2 separate regions of the Mus musculus genome follow, and region 2 is linked to region 1. Evidence: chromatin contacts called from public HiChIP or PLAC-seq data. All regions are on one chromosome and are shown on one strand. The core of a region is the stretch at or near the end of the contact, and the rest is flanking DNA. Distances in the headings are between cores, read along the strand shown. Region 1 overlaps Tanc1 (tetratricopeptide repeat, ankyrin repeat and coiled-coil containing 1). Region 2 overlaps Ly75 (lymphocyte antigen 75).

The links. HiChIP or PLAC-seq counts read pairs in DNA pulled down with a chosen protein or histone mark.
Region 2: an H3K27ac HiChIP or PLAC-seq map of embryonic stem cells shows a contact between it and region 1, with 3 times the contacts expected there. The contact joins two enhancer-like sites. A contact is called at or near these places in 2 of 39 promoter capture datasets (the HPC-7 cell line and embryonic stem cells) and 1 of 115 datasets of contacts at active chromatin or transcription factors (embryonic stem cells).

What each region holds. Positions count from the first base shown.
Region 1 is chr2:59,744,218-59,748,261 of GRCm38.p6, reverse strand. The region is part of intron 4 of Tanc1 (tetratricopeptide repeat, ankyrin repeat and coiled-coil containing 1); the gene reads right to left. Among named protein-coding and RNA genes, the nearest start is that of Tanc1, 130 kb to the right of the region's middle. Within about 2 kb of position 1,936, at least 56 of the 459 cell types and tissues checked have an H3K27ac peak or open chromatin away from gene starts, as enhancers often do. A contact at or near this core is called in embryonic stem cells, where this site is marked.
Region 2 is chr2:60,374,403-60,378,446 of GRCm38.p6, reverse strand. Ly75 (lymphocyte antigen 75) reads left to right here. Exons shown (of 35, transcript NM_013825.4): 2 at 2,218-2,589. Among named protein-coding and RNA genes, the nearest start is that of Ly75, 6.8 kb to the left of the region's middle. Within about 2 kb of position 2,331, at least 25 of the 459 cell types and tissues checked have an H3K27ac peak or open chromatin away from gene starts, as enhancers often do. A contact at or near this core is called in embryonic stem cells, where this site is marked.

The DNA.
Region 1 (4,044 bases), core at 687-3,186:
GCTGGCGAGACTACAAAACGTTTAACTGCTTTCGAAAATAGTTGATGCTTTCATACAAATTATATCGTACATACTATATGATCCTGCCAATTCCACTCCTAAGTCCCCTAAGTCCCTCCCCAAGGGAAAGGACACTTGTGCTTATACAAAAGACAGTGTGCTCACAGTTAAAGCAATTTCATTTATCGTCACCCCAAACTGGAAACTACCCAAGTGACTTCCAACTGGCAAATGGACAAGCTGTGGCATATGCATGCAGTGGACTACTTGTGAAACAGGCAGTAAAAGTTTATCGATACCCACTGTGACGTGCATGAGTCCGAAGTGCACCCAGCCAAGAAGCTGGCCTCAAAAGGGTGTGCATTAAACGGCTCTACACATCACATCCTGAAAAGGCAAAGTTCTGGGTTTGGAGAAAGACCATAGGTTTCCAGGGCTTCGGGATGCAGCCGACTATAACAGAACATATGAATATACTGGGACGCAGAACCGCTCTCTGTCTTCATTGTGCCAGCATTTACACAATTCCAATGCATTTGTTGAAGCTGAGGCTCTGTGCTGAGAAATGTCCCTATTTCCTCTTCTCCCTTTCCTTTGGCAAGGGATGTGGACATGTGTGCAGAGTAACTTAGAAAGTTTTCACGAGGCCTTCAGGCAACACTGTGTTAGAAGTGTGTAATAAGGTAAGACACGTCCCCAATCAAGTCACTTGATTTCTAGAGGCTTACAGAAACTGGGGTTAGGATAAGAAACCTAAGGTGAGGAACCAACTGGAATCATCCAGACAGGTCCCACACACATGGGTGTTAGTATGAGAAAGGAGGGGATAAGACTGCCACAGAAGTAGAGAGAGGAGGGTGTGGCCATCAGGAGCTACAGAAGGTAAGCATTTTCCCAGACAAGTACTCTATGGACGGTGCCTGCGGCTCAGAGAGACAAACAGCTGAAACCACCAAATGGAGATAACACGCCACCGTAGCCCCAGGAAACACCTACACTTCAATACCAACATGGGAGCACCACCATGCCCAACTCCTCCCAGCCCCTCCCCCACGAGGGGAACTTCATGGCACCAAGGTACTTGAAGGTAATGTGCACTGCTAAAAAGAAAGGGCAGTAGGTATCTTGTTTCAACTATTATATGTTTGACGGGGCTCCGTACTCGAAGCCAACTTTAATCCTGACATAGTAACACGCATTTTCTGTCCCTAATCTCACCTCTCCTGCGTTGAGTTTATCAGCTGTCCTACAACCTAAGCAGAGTTTACACTAAATGAAGAGCTGAAATAAACTCAGAGCAGCAACACGATAGTTATTTAGGAGCATGCTTGTCACTTCTACCACAACCACAGAGTATGTCTAGTAGAGAATTCCTAGTCTTAAAAAAAAAAAAAAAAGAAGTGTAGTAAACGGTAAAGACTGAGCCAGCCTTCACGTCCTACCAGAATTGTGTGAGTCTCAGTCTCAGGTGATATTCATGTTAAATATGATTTTAGATTAATTAATAAATGCAAGGCTCAGAAACTGAGTTTAAATGCTATGGAAAACATGCTCTAAATTGTAAATAGAAAACACTGAAAGCAATGTAAGATTCATTTTAGAGATGAAAGGCTCATCTTAAAATAGTCTCTCGACCTGGTGAGGTCAAGCCTTCCTTTCAAAATATTAGTGGAAGGAAAGGGATTCTTGAACTCCAGGTCCCTCCTTGTTCTCCAGCTCCTACCCAGGTGGCAAGGCTACCCATCATGCATCATTGCCCATGTCCTTGAAAGTACAAGGCAGCTCGCTGCTGTGCTGTGTTGGCTGTCTTGAGGAAGCACGCTGGCCTCAACCACAAAGCCATCTCGGCAGTCAGGACCTTACTGTACAGGGTCAGTAAGTGGAAGAGCAGACTGGGCTTGTGTCTGACACACAGGCTTGATAGTGAGATCTCTGAAAAGCACACACCTTCTGCGCGCTGAAACATCTGCAGACACCATGCAGTGATGTTCTGGGCGGGGCGATTAGTCACCATTCCCCTGGCAGGGACCCAGATCACTGCAACCTCCTCAGCAGTGGGGCTGACTCTGTCAGTGTTCTGGGTTCAAGACAACAGAAAGGCGGCTTTCTACCCTGAACACACCACAGCCCAGGTGCCTGCGGGGCTTTTATTAGCGAAAGCTGCTACAATGTATCTGATTATCCTACTAAAGCTGAGTGAGATTGACATAAGGTTGAAGCTTTCAAAAACGTGTGTGCACAGGATAGCCATGCCTGTGTTCACGCAGAGGCCAGGAGAGGGCACCGGGTCCCTCAGAGTTGGGGCTAGAGTTAACAGGCACTTGCCAGACAAGAATGCAGGAATCCAAACTCCTTGTGTCCTTGTGACTGAGCAGAAACCACTGTTAATCCCAGGTTACTTCCTTTTGTTTTTAGAACAACTATAACTCATGTATCTTTTATCTAAACTTGGTAATAACACAATATATACCAAAGTAGCGGCCTCCCTTTAAAGAACAAAACTATTTTTCTTTTTAAAACTTGCTGCTTGAACAGTTAAGAGTTTCAGAATTTAGAAGGCATTGTTCCTGGAAGACTCAGTATTTACCACAAGGTGGCGCTGCTCCGATGCCAGTTTCAGACAAAAGCTCTGAGGCTTGCTGGGAAAGGTTTCTTCACCATCAAGGCAAGAAATGGTCGCCACCCTAAGCAGGATGAAGTCCTGGATGTTTTTAAGGTTTTAGGTAACACGTATATGCTTAGCAGTTACACTAAGGAGTTCAGTCTCAGAGGCAACAACTTCCTGCCCATTGTACACTTGGCCTAACAGAACAGACCCTGGATAGCCGCAGCACACCCAGCTTCACGGAGAGCCACCCAGGCACCAAAGCGGATGCAAAGGCCTGAGTGCTCCTCGTTACTCAGGGGAAAATCTGAAAGTCCGTGCACACTTAAATCTGTACTGGAATAAATGAACGGGGAAAGAGACAGCTCTCAAGATACAGAATAATCGCCAACAATTTATATAGATACTCCATGCTCAGAAGTGACGGGCTTTGCTCCAAGCCTTACCTGTGGGCTTCGCACAGTGCCCATGCAGAGAATAAAGTGTCTTCTTTATGTGGTGGACGGAGACAAGGAGAGAAGAAGACAGGGTAGGTTCAGTGTAGAAAGTGAACAGCCACAACCTTGGCTGGATGACGAAGATCAACCAAGAGAGGCGAACTACACTGTTGGTACACACCTTCGACTCCGCGGGATAAAGAGGTCACCCCAAACTCCTAAGTCCTGGCTGATGGTGAGAAAAACATCAGACACGTTCCAATAAGCAGGCACTCTACAAAATATCATACCCAAGCCACCAGGGTCATTAAAACAAAGAATGTCTGAGAAACTGTCACAGTCAAGAATATATGGAGATGCCTCTAACCCCAGCAGAGGCAGGCTCATCTCTGAATTCGAAGTCAGCCTGATCTGTAGAGAAAGAAATCCTGTCTCAGAAAACCAAACCAAACCAACGGACAAAAAGGTATCTATGGAGACATGATCTCTGAACGTGATATGATAATGTGGGCCAGAAAAAAAGTGAATTAGAAATGGTGGGAAAAAAAAAAAAACCCCACAAATACAGACTTTAGTAGGTATCACTGTTGGTTCACTAATTATATCAAATGTATCACACAACGTCTGTGTTAATGAGAGATTGACCATAGACCATATGGAACTTCTTAGTACTGTTCTTTTGACCTCTTCTATAAGCCTAAAATACTCCAAAATAAATGTTTATATATTAAAAAAAAAATAAAGTCAAAGGGCTGGAGAGATGGCTCAGAGGTTAAGAGCAATGACTGCTCTTCCAGAGGTCCTGAATTCAATTCCCAGCAACCACATGGTGGCTCACAACCATCTGTAGTGGGATCTGCTGCCCTCTTCTGGTGTGTCTGAAGAGAGCAACAGTGTACTCATATAATTAAAATAAAAAAGTCTTTAATACACACACACACACCACACACACACACCCCGAAGATCACCCAAGGCTCAAACAGTAATCGGCAAATGCTGTCG
Region 2 (4,044 bases), core at 1,082-3,581, 630 kb before region 1:
TATCTTCTGTAGTTTGTGATACTTTGGAGATGTGGAAGATAGTAAGTCAGGTATTTGAGGGGCAAGTGAATATGTTGGAGGAGCACACTAGGAGAATTTTCCTTTTGATTCATTGTCCCCTCTACATGTGACCATCAAAGAAAGAGTGACAGAAGATGTCAAAGAAGAAAGGACAGCAGCTGCTCTGCCAACCTGCCTAACAGCAGCTCCGTGCAATGGTTTTTGTGTGTGTGTGTGTCTATGTGCACATACACACTGCTCACCAACACACTGTCTCTGTGGAGGACAGTGATCAACTTTGGGTGTTGGTCCCAACTTTCAACCTCATATGAGATAGGATTATCTTGGTTGTTTTCTTTGTGTGGCGTTTTGTTGTTTGCTTGTTTGTATGTTTGTTGGTTGGTTGGTTTGTTGGTTTGTTTTTACCATTTATGCCAGGCTAGCTGACCCAAGAGCCCCTGGGGCCTCCTGCCCTGCCTTAGGATTATAAAATTTTTAAAAAATTAGGATTATAAATCCTCAGGCTTCACATCCAGCTTCTAGTGGGTTCTGGAGATTCGAAATGAGTTCCCCATGCTTGCAAGGCGAGTGCTTTCACCCAGTGACCCAACACCCTGTAGTCCCTTTAAATTAGAATTTGAAAGCAGAAATAAATAGCTACTGCTTTAAGGTTTTCTCTGTTGTTCCTTATTGTTTTGTCTTACTGCTGCTACTTGAAACAGAACAAGAAAACAAAACAAAAATTCCATCCAAAGTTCACACGATCAGATAGAATTTTGTAGCTATGACTTACATTGTGAAATTTCCCGTCTAGCCAACGGTGCCTGGCATGACAATCTTTAACTCTTTAACCCATGACTTGAGAAAATTTCCCCAGCGACAGTAAAGCTGAACTCAAAATGAAAACACCTTTTGGGAACCAAACCTTGCCTGCTGTTCTGCTGAAGTCTGGTTCGTTGACAATGACTGTTAAACTTGTCTAAAATAGTCCAGCTTTCTGCTCATCAACATGACCATCTAGGCCATTTTTTTTTTCTTTCTTGGTAAAAGAGCTGACTAAAGTGTTTCATTGTGGTTTACTGTAATATATGTAAATCCTGGTCCTCAGACTCAGGTGTATAAGAAACACCAAATCACTTTGGTTTCAGGAACTCAATTAAATCTGATTCCGAGATCCCATCCTATTAAGGTGTCCGTGCTTTTATCTCCACCTCTGTCCAGATCTTCCCCAGCCCCTTCAGAGTGCCGGGAGTTCAGCTGAAGAGGCCTCATCTCTAGTCTTTAGCTTCCACGGGTTAATTCCCATTTTCTCTTGCTCACACATGCGAGACATGAGACCTGGTAGTGCAGGTTATTCCTGGAACCCAGGGTTTGGCCTCCTTTGGGTGATTTACTTGGTGAATCCCCAGCCTCCGACTCTCTTGGCGGTGCTGCCGTGGGGCTGGCCACAGGTTCCCTGCCCTCAGAGCCCAGATCCTCTATTTTCTCCCATTACTTACCCCAGTTTTTCTACCCCTGCCTTCTCGGAAGTGTTCCCTCCATTTATGTACAGCTTCCACGGAAGGCTCAGGAGAAGTGGTTTGTATGTAGACTCCCACCCCCACCCCCACCCCCGTTGCATGGCCACAGGAACCTGTACTAAGCCCGGGAACTTAGAGCCTTGGCCTTCGCCATTGGTAAGGGGGAAGAAGCTGAAGTGAGAGCAGGTTCTGATGGCCTGACCACTGTGCTGTGGAAACCAAAACAGCAAGACAGAGCTGTGACTCAGGATGCGTTTTCCCTGGCCACAGACCACTTGTGGAAGAAAAGGGAAAACGAAGTCGTTGCTTTCTGAGCAAGGCAGGGAACCTTTTATGGACTAAAAAAAGTCACGTACACACTCTACTCTCTACTGACGTGGATCTGCGCATGTCAGTATCCTTGCATCCACAGTGTGAAGTACGTACAGCCTTACTCAAGAGAAAACTGAAGCACAAAAGTTAAATAATTTGCTCTGATCTCATAGGTAGCACAGCAGAGGCAAAGTCTGAGCCCAGGCAGACTGGCTTTAGGGCACACTGTGACCCTCACTTCTTGTGGGATTCGTGAGTTTACCAAGCCCAAGGGGGGGGATGCAGTCTAGTGTTAATCAGGCTCCTCAGCAAACAAGCAGGAGCAAGGTGCGTTCGTCACGTGACTCCGAGTCCCAAAGTGTCTTCCCTTACTGTCTCGACCCAGGTAATGATCCATTCACCATCGTCCATGAAAACACTGGCAAGTGCATCCAGCCGCTGTCTGACTGGGTAGTGGCCCAGGACTGTAGCGGAACTAACAACATGTTGTGGAAGTGGGTGTCCCAGCACCGCCTCTTTCACCTGGAATCCCAGAAGTGCCTCGGCCTCGATATTACCAAAGCCACGGACAACCTGCGAATGTTCAGCTGTGACTCCACCGTCATGCTGTGGTGGAAATGTGAGCACCATTCGCTGTACACCGCTGCCCAGTACAGGCTAGCTCTGAAAGATGGATATGCCGTAGCCAATACGAATACATCTGATGTCTGGAAGAAGGGAGGCTCCGAGGAAAACCTTTGTGCCCAGCCTTATCATGGTGAGTTACCAGAGAGGGACTTTGACTCTTTTGCCGTAATGTTTGTTTCATTTAAATGCCATACCCAGCACAGCTTTGTCCTAGAAACCTGACTGGGGTGAAAGGGAGCCGAGTGCAGTCTGATGGAGTGGCACCAACTACTGAAGTATCCCAGACGCCCAGTGCATTTATGAGGGGTAGTGCAGGGAGAGCGGTTAGCTAGTCCTGGTGGTCTCTGTGGACTAGCCATATCAGGCTGTAAACATCCAGGAGAAGGGAGCTGAAGGTTTTGCACACACCGGTCACTGGTTGGTAATCACTCGTACTTGGACCTATCTTTCTGAGCCTGATCCATTATGGAGACGGCTTTGCCAACTTTCCGTGGTTCTGAGGCATTGGTTCTAGACATGGCTGTGCCCTTGTCAGTAACAGACATTCATTCACTGGGTACTATTTCCTCAGCTCCCACAACTGAACACGCACAACTCAGTTTAAATAAAGTCACAATGAGGAGTCACTGTGAGCTACAGTCTTACCACACGTAACGGTACCCCACCCTTCCCCTTTGTAGACAGGGCTAGAAAAGCTGAGGTGTGGTAGGTCACACAGCCTTTTGGTGTGGTAAACTTAGAACTTGAATTCCTATGCCTTGTTTATTTCCCTCCTGCGACGCTATTAGGAAATGCTATGCTGACAGGAAATATTTCATATAGGCTAAAGGCACATAATCTAATAATATTAACCGAACTCTAAATTTAAAAATAAAATAAAGGAAAGGAGGTGGTTTACTTTTCATGCCTAGGAATTTTAATATAATAGAACTATTTTGAGTGCCTCACAAGTGTTTGTAATACTTTCATCTTTGGCTTAGGTGTCCCATGTTGCTCTTTGTATTTCTGATTTGTCATTCTAACTTTCAAGATTTTTTTGGCCATTTCCAAAATCAAGTATATCAATATTTTCATGATCTTTGCTCTAGATTGCAAAGAGTCTTCAAGTTAAAAAAAAAAAAGTTACTTTACTCTAAGAATTTAGTGCCATATATTTTGATCATTTTTACTCCCAACTCCTTCTCCTAATTCCTGCCAGGCCCACCCACCCCCACCTTCTGAGCTTCCAATTTTATTTTATTTTATTTTATTTTATTTTATTATTTTAATAACATGCTGACTCTACTTTGTGTTGTTCGTGTAGACCTAGCTGTGGGACCTCCCTCTGGAATGTGGTCAGCCTACCAACACATTCTTAAAGAAAACCCACTCTCCCCTCCATTGATGTCACAGGTCCTCAGTTAGGGATGGGGGTTCAAGGACTCCTTCCCAGGCCAAGCTAGAATGTTGGCTGGCTTGATTGTGCGCACATCTTATGCAGACTTCCACAGCTGCTAGGAGATCATGAGGGCAGTAGTCCTGTCATATCCAGAAAACAAAGGTCACTCCCCATCTCCCAGACCTCTGGCTCTTTTACAACTTTCCC